Linked DNA regions of Ovis aries: region 1 is linked to region 2. Evidence: chromatin contacts called from public Hi-C data. All regions are on one chromosome and are shown on one strand. Each heading gives the region's core, a stretch centred on a gene start, on an enhancer-like site or on the middle of the called end of the contact. The rest is flanking DNA. Distances are from core to core; before and after follow the strand shown.

What was found. A called contact is a pair of places that touch in the nucleus more often than the background predicts.
Region 1: a contact with region 2 is called in a Hi-C map of liver, with 2.9 times the contacts expected there. The contact joins the promoter of AMN here to the enhancer-like site in region 2. A contact is called at or near these places in 6 of 16 Hi-C or Micro-C datasets (blood, hypothalamus, liver and 2 more).

What each region holds. Positions count from the first base shown.
Region 1 is chr18:65,242,809-65,248,331 of ARS-UI_Ramb_v3.0, forward strand. AMN (amnion associated transmembrane protein) reads left to right here and starts at 3,521. Exons shown (of 12, transcript XR_006056936.1): 1 at 3,521-3,591; 2 at 4,257-4,375; 3 at 4,488-4,532.
Region 2 is chr18:65,050,343-65,056,096 of ARS-UI_Ramb_v3.0, forward strand. All of the region lies in intron 3 of RCOR1 (REST corepressor 1), which reads left to right. Among named protein-coding and RNA genes, the nearest start is that of TRAF3, 68 kb to the right of the region's middle. Within about 2 kb of position 1,304, at least 11 of the 54 cell types and tissues checked have an H3K27ac peak or open chromatin away from gene starts, as enhancers often do. A contact at or near this core is called in hypothalamus and liver, where this site is marked.

The sequences.
Region 1 (5,523 bases), core at 2,271-4,770, 190 kb after region 2:
TCATTCCCCCGCATCCCATTTGCCATTCATTTATCCGCCATCAATACATTCATCCACCGTTCAGCTCATTTACCATCCATTTCCATCCATTCACCATCAAAATCCACAAACGGTTTTTCATCATTCAGGTATGACCTAAATCAAATCCCACTATACAGGGGAAGTGACCAATTCAAGGGATTATATATATAATATATATGTAATATTATATAAATTATATGTATTATATGATATATAAAGTATATATAATATGTAACTTTTAATTTATATAATATAAATATATTAATATATTTATTATATTTATTAAATATTATATAATATAGTATATAATATATAAAGCATATATTATATGTATATGTATAATTCAATTTATATAATATAAATATATTGATATATTTATAATTTATATTTATATATTAAATATATAATATCTTATATATTATATATAAATATATAATATATAATTCAGTAAATATATTATTATATATTATATCTAAATATATATTATATATAAGTTATATTACATACATGTACACATACATATATATTTATGTATTATATTTATATTATATACTATATTATTTAATATTTAATATTTTAATATATAAAATATTAACATATATGTGAAATATTATTATATAGGTTATATATAGATATATATAGATTATATATAGATAAATAGATTCAAGGAATTAGATCTGATATACAGAGTACCTGAAGAACTATGGACAGAGGTTCGTGACATTGTACAGGAGGCAGTGATCAAGACCACCCCAAGAAAAAGAAATGTAAAAAGGCAAAATGGTTGTCTGAGGAGGCCTTATAAATAGCTGTGAAAAGAACAGAAATGAAAGGCAAAGGAGAAAAGGAAAGATATACCCATTTGAATGCAGAGTTCCAAATAGCAAGGAGAGATAAGGAAGCCTTCCTCAGTGATCAATGCAAAGAAATAGAAGAAAACAGTAGAATGGGAAAGACTAGAGACCTCTTCAAGAAAATTAGAGATACCAAGGGAACATTTCATGCAAAGATGGGCACAATAAAGGACAAAAATGTTAGGGACCTAACAGAAGCAGAAGATATTAAGAAGAGGTGGTAAGATTACAAAGAAAACGATACAAAAAAAGATCTTCATGACTCAGATAATCATGATGGTATGATCACTCACCTAGAACCAGACATCCTGGAATGTGAAGTCAAGTGGGCCTTAGGAAGCATCACTACAAGCAAAGCTAGTGGAGGTGATGGAATTCCAGTTGAGCTATGTCAATTCCTAAAAGATAATACTGTGAAAGTGACAGCAAATTTGGAAAACTCAGCAGTGGCCACAGGACTGGAAAAGGTCAGTTTTCATTCCAACCCCGAAGAACAGCAATGCCAAAAAAACTTCAAACTACTGCACAATTGCACTCATCTCACATGCTAGGAAAGTCATGTGCAAAATTCTCCAAGCCAGGCTTCAACAGTACATGAACCATGAACTTCCAGATGTTCAAGCTGGATTTAGAAAAGGCAGAGGAACCAGAGATCAAATTGCCAACATCTGCTGGATCATCGAGAAAGCAAGAGAGTTCCAGAAAAACATCTCTTTCTGGTTTATTGACTACACCAAAGCCTTTGATTGTGTGGATCACAGCAGACTGTGGAGAATTCTTAAAGAGATGGGAATACCAGACCACCTGACCTGCCTCTTGAAAAACCTGTATGCAGGTCAAGAAGCAACAGTTAGAACTGGACATGGAACAACAGACTGGTTCCGAATCGGGAAAGGAGTATGTCAAGGCTGTATATTGTCACCCTGCTTATTTAACTTCTATGCAGAGTACATCATGAGAAATACTGGGCTAGATGAAGCACAAGCTGGAATCAAGATTGCCGGGAAAAAATATCAATAACCTCAGATATGCAGATGACATCACCCTTATGGCAGAAGGTGAAGAAGAACTAAAGAGCCTCTTGATGAAAGTGAAAGAGGAGAGTGAAAAAGTTGGCTTAAAGCTCAACATTCAGAAAACTAAGATCATGGCATCTGGTCCCATCACTTCATGGGAAATAGATGGGGAAACAGTGGAAGCAGTGACAGACTTTCTTTTTTGGGGCTCCAAAATCACTGCAGATGGTGACTGCACCCATGAAATTAAAAGACACTCGTTCCTTGGAAGGAAAGTTATGACCAACCTAGCCAGCTTATTAAAAAGCAGAGACACTAACTTTGCCAACAAAGGTCCATCTAGTCAAATCTATGGTTTTTCCAGTAGTCATGTATGGATGTGAGAGTTGGACCATAAAGAAAGCTGAGAGCCAAAGAATTGATGCTTTTGAACTCTGGTGTTGAAGAAGACTCTTGAGAGTCCCTTGGACTGCAAGGAGATCCAACCAGTTCATCCTAAAGAAAATCAGTCCTGAATATTCATTGGAAGGACTGGTGTTGAAGCTGAAACTCTACTACTTTGGCCACCTGATGCCAAGAACTGACTCATCCAAAAAGACCCTGATGCTGGGGAAAGATTGAAGGCGGGAGGAGAAGGGGACAACAGAGGATGAGATGGTTGGGTGGCATCACCAACTCAATGGACATGAGTTTGAGTAAATTCTAGGAGTTGGTGATGGACAGGGAGGCCTGGCTGTAGTCCATGGGGTCGCAGAGAGTCAGAAACCACTGAGCGACCTAACTGAACTGAATTGATCCAGCTCAACACGCCATCCATACATAGACACATCTATTTAATACTGACAGTTTATCTTTCACCCACCAGCCATCCATTTGTCCAATCACATTCCACTTTCCACCCTTCCACTATTCATCCAGCGACCATCCACTTTCCATCACCTATCTTCCAGTCTACTCTATCCATCCACCACCTGTGAACAGCTATCTGCATTCACCTGCCACTCATCACATCTTTGCACCACCAACCATCGAGCCTCTGCCCACCAGCCACCATCTAGTCATTCATGCAGCTCTCTGCCACCCGACGCTCATCAGTCGCACACCAGTCATCCTCCAGCCACCATCACTCCATTGCTGTCCACTCATTCATTCACTCGACATTTCCCATCAGCCCATTCCTCATCCATCCAGGGGCCAGCACAATACCCTCCATCACGCACCGTGCATCCAGGCTCATCTTCCCACCATCCTCCACACACCAGACACCAGGTGCCACCCGTCTGCCACCATCCACAGTCCACCAGCCTAGGAGGCAGGAGGGCCTGCCTGGACCCGGCCCCTGGACAAGCCAACTCCCGGCCCCGAAATGCAGGCAGCTGGGTGCAGCCCGAGCAGCATCTGGGGCGGAGAGGAGCCCCGCCCCCAGCGCACCGTTTCCTTGGGAAGTGGTCCGCACAAGCCCCCTTTCTGAGCGCCCACGGTCCTCAGGTCCTGGAGCTGGGTGTGTGGGAGGGGCCCGGCGCCGCCGAGGGGCCCAGGAGTCGCTGCGGGCGGGTCGGAGGTGAATGTGTAACCCTCCCGGCTGCCCCCACCCCGCCCGGTCACGTGGGCCCCGCGGGGCAAAGTCTCAGGGTCCGAGACGCCGAAGTCCGGCGGGATGGGCGCGCGGGGCCGGGTGCTGCTGTGGCTGCAGCTGTGCGGTAAGGGAGTTGGGGGGTGGCGCGCCGGGGGCCCGACGCACCCTGAGACCCGTGTCCCCGAGGGGTGCGCGGCGGGAGCGCGAGGGGCTGCGGAAGCCGGCCGGCCGCCCGGCCCCTCCTTGCGCAGCGCCCGCGGGGCCGAGCGGGAGGCTCCCCGGAGCCGCAGGGCCAGACCGACGGCCGGCCGCGCCCGCGCTCCGCCCCTACCCCTCCGAAGCTGGCCCCCGGCCCCAGGGGGGCGCCTCTGACCCCCGCGTGGCCCGTAGGCGGGGGCGCGTCCTCGGAGCGGCCCCCTACGCCCGGGAGCTGTGAGAACTGCAGCCGGTCCCGGTTCCCCTCTCTGAGCCCTGGGCAGATCCGGCCTGCCGCCCGCCCCCGCCCGGTCCCCCAGTTTCTTCCCCTGGGCCGAGGCCTCCCTGCCCCGATGGCCTCAGTCCTGTGGTTGCCACCATTCTGGCAGGGCGAACTGGGGGCGGGCAAGGAGGCGATCTTGGGGCGGTGAGTCCCTGAGGAAGGCAGGTTTGAACCGGCTCTGCAGATTCAGTAGAAGTTGGGGAGCCTCGGGGCCTGGACCCTCTAGCTCCAGGTCTCTCTGGATGAGGTCCTCCTTCCTGGCACTGGGGGTTCCAGGCAGGAACCCCAGCGCTCAGCCGGCCCCTCCCCAGCCCTGACTCAGGCCGCCTACAAAGTCTGGGTCCCCAACACCAACTTTGACGATGCCACCAACTGGAGCCAGAACCGGACCCCATGCACGGGTGCTGCTGTCGAGTTTCCCGCGGACAAGGTGCCTGACCCCACTCCTGGGGCCCTGGGGGCGGGGGGACTGGGTCCCGGCGTGGTCCAGGCCCCGGACCCCAGTGACGGGGGGCACTTGCTGACATCCCTTCTGCCTGCAGACGCTGTCGGTCCTGGTGCGAGAAGGTCACAGCATCTCAGACATGGTGAGCAGGGCTGGGAATGGGCCCCCAGTGGGAAGGGGGCCTGTGGGTCCCGCCCTGGTCAACTTGAGGCCTCTTCCTGACCGGCCTCCACCTGGGGGGCAGACCCTTCAATGCACTAGCTCTTACCCTGTGGAGGGGTTTCTGGAAGAGTGGGGAACCACATGGGAGGGGACATCGGTCATACAGTCGCAGCCCCGGCTGCGCCCAGCTCCGGAGGGGGTGTGGGGGCACCTCCTGTCCCTCCTGCCCCTGCCTTCGCCCAGGAGCCTGTCCTCTCCAGGTTTGCCCCAGGGAAGCCCCTCTCCCCACCCCACTAAAGCCTTTCCCTGTCCTGTGCATCGGAACTCCATCAGGGGACCTTTTTCTCAAACTGATTCACAGTGTGAGTTCCAGGGTGGGGTCCTCACCCAGAGGCCACTGAACTTTATGGGTGAGCGGGGGCCACCGGTGGCCTAGGAGGCCTGGGCACCACTCACTCTGCTGCCCAGATGCAGGGTCTGGGTACCCCTTATTTCCACCTGGAGGCAGCTAGGTTAATTGATGGTTTTCGAAAGCGGCATTAATTCTGGGAGTCTGGCCCCATGGGGGGACAGGGCAGGGGGCGTTAGAGACCCCAGCCCTCACCTGCAGCCTGGGAAGGGGACCTCGGGCAGGATGTGCTGGTTCCTGTAGATCCCGGGTCCAGACGCCCTTCCCATGTGTCCAACCCAAAGACTAAGGTATGGAGGGGCCAGTGAGGGGGACGAGGAAGTGGCAGAGCCGTGGCCACACTCAGGAGCCCCCACAGCCCTGGCGACCGTGGCAACCAGGCAGGGGCCTGGAGAGGGCAGGGGGTGCCTGGAACTGGCGGGAACCCGCATATAGAGGAGTCAGTTGGAGAGGGGGGTGCTGGGACTTGGGGGTCCCTTCTGGCCGTCTTAGTTGCCTGGATGATCTCCTTGGGGAGTTCAGTTCTGTTCAGTTCAGTTCAGTCGCTCAGTCGTGTCCGACT
Region 2 (5,754 bases), core at 54-2,553:
ACTGTGGCAGTTTTCTTCTGCATTCTTCCCAGTTTTGCAGTCGAATTTGAGATTCTTACTAATGGTACTGGGAGCGTTTAGATCATCAGGTTAGAACATGAATATAGAAACCTATGAAGCTTTGCTCAAGGCAGTCATCTGTCTGTTAGCTTCTGACTCCGTCACTTCCTTCACCACAGTTTTGTTTTCTTGACTCCATTCAAACGGAGTAGACTGTGTTGCTGCCTTGCTCAGCATTCTCTGCCATGGAGCTGTCCTTATCTGAAGTGAGCTTCTCCTGTCTCCCTTACTCAGGAGAGAGGATTGCTAACCGAGGTTTAACTCGATGGGTCCTGGGGCCAAACACTGGGGGTGCATTGATACAAGAGTCCTGTCTCTGCCTTTGCCAGCTGTGTGACCCTGGCCAAGTGACCTAACCTCTCTGCACCTCAATGTCTTCGTTTGTGGATGGGAGTGATAGTAGAATTATTGGAGAGGATTAAAAAGAGAAGCCTGGTAAAGAGCTTAGACCAGTGGCCCGCATGTAGCAGATTCTCAGACGTTAGTGACTTTTGTTAATCAGTACAGCTCCATGGAGTCGCACAGAGTCGGACACGACTGAACATCTAAACTGAACTGAACCGCTGTCGAGTCTTCAGGAAGTTTCTCTTGAGTGGCCGTCAGCAGCGGCGCTGCCTTCTCAGGCTGCCCTGCGACTGCACTTGCTGCCGCGTGCATTCGTTTCTCCTCTGCCACCTGTGTGTTGGGTCACGGCACTGCAGGAGATCGTCTTTCTTTTGTATTTGGCCTGCTGTTTAATACGGTGTTCTGTACGTAGTGAGGGTAGTTCAGTAAATGTTTGACTAAGCTCTGTTAAATTTTGTACATTTTCTTGATGAATCTCACACACATTCTACCTTTAAATGATGTTACCCCCCAAACAACTCATTCAGTTGTGCTATGCATAATGGTAAGTTGTTGTCGAAAAAGGCATGGTTTGTGTAGTCTGTGTAGTTCTTTAAAGGATTAGAGTGATGCATCCATCACAATTTAAGATTAGCCCATTCTTCCTGGCTGTTTCTGTAGGAGCTTTCAGGTTTTTAAAAACACGGCATTATGCAATGATAGGATTGTTTTTAAAGCAGAATACACTTAACGCTGTGTTTGAGTCTCCTACTTCTGATGATAGATTAGAGTGTCAGCTAAGCTGCACAAGGCAAGTCTGCCTGTAGCTCGCCCATGACCCCGGTCCTGTCCCGAGTGCACTGGGGAAGACTGGTGGGGGCAGAGCCTGGGCCTTTCCCTAAGCCCCGTGGACTTTGCTCGTCAACCTGATCACACTCAGTCAACCACTCTGCCTGCAGTGGCTGTTTGCCCCAGATTGGGATGAACTCTGGTTAACCTTTAATCTTCTAGAGACAAAATCAAGATTATTGTTGCCAGATAATAGAAAGTGCTGGGAATGTCCCCACCCCCACCCCCCCTGCGTTCTTTGTCTCAGGCAGCTGGTACTTTTCTTGTTTCCCTTGTTTCATCTTTGTCCCCCACCTCAAATATCCAGTCATCCTTTGTTTTTCATAGGAGCAGGTGGGAGTCAGTTTTGTTTTTTGAGATTGAAAGCTCATTTTTACTTAAGAAAGCCTTGCGAGAGGTTTCAAAAAGTGTTCCATTTTCTTCATGAACTGCCAACAGCTCCTGGCAGGCTGTGTAAAGCAGCCAGGCAGGTAGTGGGGAGGGCCTTGAGAGCACAGAAGCTGAGGTAGGGGTCCCTGTCCACCGCTGATGAAAAGGAACAAGGGCTGGGGACGGCTCAGAGAGGGCAAGCAGGGGAGACAAGGCCTGTCACAGCACTGTCTGTGCCTGTGGCTGTGCTGAATTTATGCTGGTCCAGAGCGCTCTTTGAGTAGCAGGGGACAAGGAGGCCTTCCCTCCGTGGTGTAGTTTTCAGTTACGGGATAACCTAGTTCTGCTGGTGTGAGCAAGTTGCTGAGGGTAGCACAGTCTTAAATACAGTGCTTGTCAGGCACCATTGGATACGAACGCATTTTATCAACAGACAGAGCCAAGATTTGACCTGAGTCTTTCTTACCCCATACCTAACCTGTGCTGCCTCTCTTTACTTCCCTTTCTTTCTTTTAGTTAAGATATAGTTAATTTACAGTATTGTGTTAATTTCAGGTGAAGAGCAAAGTGGTTCAGGTTTATATATATATATATTCAGATTATTTTCCTTTATAACTTATTACAAGATACTAAATATAATCCTCTGTGCTATACAGTAAATCCTCGTTACTTGTCTTATTGTGTATGGTGGTTGGTATCTGTTAATCCCATGCCCCTAGTTTATCTACCCCTTCCCTCTCTCCTTCAGTAACCATAGGTTTGTTTTCTGTGTCTATGAGTCTGTTTGTTTTATGTATAGATTGATTTGTATTATTTTTCAGATTCCACATATACATGATATATAATATTGGTCTTTCGTTTGGTATAATAATCTCTAGGTTCATCCGTGTTGCTGCAGATGGCAATATTTCATTCTTTTTTATGCCTGAGCAGTAGTCCCTCGTACAAATGCACTGCATCTCCTTAAGCCACCTGTTAGTGAGCACTTGGGTTGTTCCCGTGTCTTGGCTTTTGTGAACAGTGCTCCTGTGAATGTCGGGGCCTCTGTCTTTTCCAACGTGTGTGCAGGAGTGGGATCACGTGTTCTGTGGTAACAGCCTCCACACTGTTCTCCCTAGCGGCTGCCCCAGTTTCCATCCCACCAGCAGTGCAGGAGGGTGCACTTTACTCCACACTCTCTCCAGCATTTGTTATCTGTAGCCTTTTTGATGATAGGTGCTGCCTTTCACCTTGCCAGTAAAAGAACCTAAAATGTTAACATTGTACATATCACAGTACGCTAGCATTCATTCAGCAGATGTTTGTCTAACCTTTATTGAACACTGGGCAGGGGGACAATGAAAAGAATGAAAAACTGGGTTTTCACTGGCAGGTATCAGACGGTAACCCTTTTCTAAGCTGCAAGGTCCCCCGTATGTTAACTTATTTCTTCGAACCTTCAAGGGCAGGTGATGTCACTTCAGTAGCTGTGATACAGGTCTTTCTTCCTTTGCTTTAGGTTTGAGTCCTGAGGGTGATCTCTAAGAACACCTAAAAGATATGACTTTAAAAGCCACCGTTTGCTGTTTGTTGTTGTTGCTCAGTTGCTAAGTCATGTCCGACTCTGCGACCTGATGAACTGCGGCATGCCAGGCTTCTCTGTCCTTCTCTGTCTCCCGGAGTTTGCTCAAACTCATGTCCACTGACTCGGTGATGCCATCCAACCATCTCATCCTCTGTCACCTGCTTCTCCTTTTGCCTTTAGTCTTTCCCAGCATCAGGATCTTTTTCAATGAGTCGGCTTTTCGTATCAGGTGGGCAAAGTATTGGAGCTTCAGCATCAGTCCTTCCAGTGAGTATTCAGGGTTAATTTCCTTTAGGATTGACTGGTTTGATCTTCTTGCAGTCCAAGGGACTCTCAAGAATCTTCTCCAGCACCACAGTTTAAAAGCATCAATTCTTCGGTGCTCAGCCTTGTTTATGGTCCAACTCTCACATCCATACATGACTACTGGAAAAACCATAGCTTTGACTATGCACACCTTTGGTGGCAAAGTGATATCTCTGCTTTTTAATACGCTGTCTGGGTTTATCATAACTTTCCTTCCAAGGTGCAAGTGTCTTTTAATTTCATGGCTATAGTCATCATCTGCAGTGATTTTGGAACCTAAGAAAAGAAAACTTGTTACTATTTCCACTTTTCCCCCTTCTTTTTGCCATGAAGTGATAGAACTGGTTGCCATTATCTTAGTTTTTTGCCTGTTGAGTTTCAAGCCATCTTTTTCATTCTCTTCTTTCACCTTCATCAAGAGGCTCTTGAGTTCCTCTTCACTTTCTGCCATTAGAGTGGTATCACCTGCATATCTGAGGTTGTTGGTATTTCTCCCAGCAATCTGTGTACAACACGGCAGATGTTACATCTGCATTTAGCAGCAGCAGCTGGGATCCACTGTTTTAGTCTGTTTTACTGGTCCTACCACCAGTTAATTTTTCATATAAAAACAAAGGAACAGATAAAGATAGAAAAAGCATCTAAAGGAAGCTTTTGTTTCCCTTGTAATATTTTTAGGGAAATCTGATCAGAAACAGTGGGGACCATTTTAGTGGACTCTGTTACTTTTGTAGCAGACTGTGGTTCTGCCCTGAGAGGGTGGGCAGGGCAGGCTCCCAAGGGCTCCTGCATCACAGCCGGCCTGTGCGTTTTCTTGCCTAAAGATCGAAGGACTGACTGGGGATCACATGCCCGAATGTGTGCACACACCACACATTCCGTACTCTGTTAAGGTAAATAATAGCTTCTGGAAACCTGTATGCTTGCAGAGACTATATTGCAGAAGTTTGAGCTGCATTTATTGTTCATTCAGCAGATATTTATAAAAAGAAGGAACCCGTAAAGCAGACCTCCAGGGCTGACCCTCAGTTGAGTGTAGTTTGTTTTTCTCTCTTCCTCTCACGTGTTCTTGACTTGAGCACATCTCATTACCTGGCTTTTGTCCTCTGACCTGAGGTCCATCCCCGGGGTCTAGGGTGCCTCGGGCAGCGTTTAGGCTTCTCTCAGGCAGGCATGCAGCCCCTGCTTTAGCAACCTTACTTTTCAAGACCTTTTTTTTTTTTTTCTTTTTAAAGAACTTTCCATCATTTTTCTGTTATTTGGCATAATTTACCCTGTTGTGAAGTAATAAGCAAGGGACATAATTTGAAACATTTCAGCCCCCAATTAAAAAATCACCAGTTTCAACTTTGGGGACAAACAAGGGCCTTTATCATTTACTGACTCTCAGGTAAATGGGAGTTTTACTCTATTCTGAGTGGAGTAGCCAGTCAGTTTGTGAGTATATTAGATGTAAAAAAAACAGAAAGTTAGTGCCTTACTATTAAAATGCACTATATGTAGTTACTGTCTGAATTAAATTGGGTCTTTTGTCAGTAGAAAAAAAATCCCCCCTGGTATTAGAATATATGCTAATGAACTTGAATTCATTCTCAGAGTTGATTTCTGTTTCCTACTTGGTGGTCAGCTTTACTGCAGTTAGGGAGGCTGGTGCGGTGTGGCTGATCACCAGGCGCTCTGGCTCTCAGGCGTCTTCTGCTCGCTCTGCCCCTCAGCCTGTCCCCTCAGCGCGAGTCTGGTCATTGCCCCTGGAAAGTGAGATCTGAGGGAAGGGTCTTAGGGCTGGAAGGAGTGCGTGTTTGTTTCCTGCAATTCTGTGCCACCTGCGTTTTCCTTTCTGAGTTTGTCTTGCTTTTGTAGTTGGTAAGGAGAGTCACACAGGAGCATAAGGAGGTGCTGTTGGTTAGTGGTCTCTTCCTGTTCCGGGAGAAAGCCTGGGAGGTATAGCGAGGATGTGGGCCCTCCTTGGGGTGGCAGCTGAGGGAGCGTGAGCCCGGCAGTCTCCTCGAGCTCCTTTCGTGAGTGCGCGCTGGCGCTCGCCACCTTGTGCCAGACTTGGAGAGCAAGTACTCGGTGCTGTTCATGTGGTTTATTGCCGAGATTTTCTTTATCATGAAAGTAGGTTGCTTGCTCTTGCATCTGAGAATAAACCCCCGTTTCATATTTCTTTTTATTTATAAATAATTACGTTTTCAAGTGCCAAAGTAATGTTTGCTTATCACAGAAAACTTAAGTAAAAAAAAAGAAAAGAAAATTTAAGTAGAACCTTGTTTTAAAAAAAG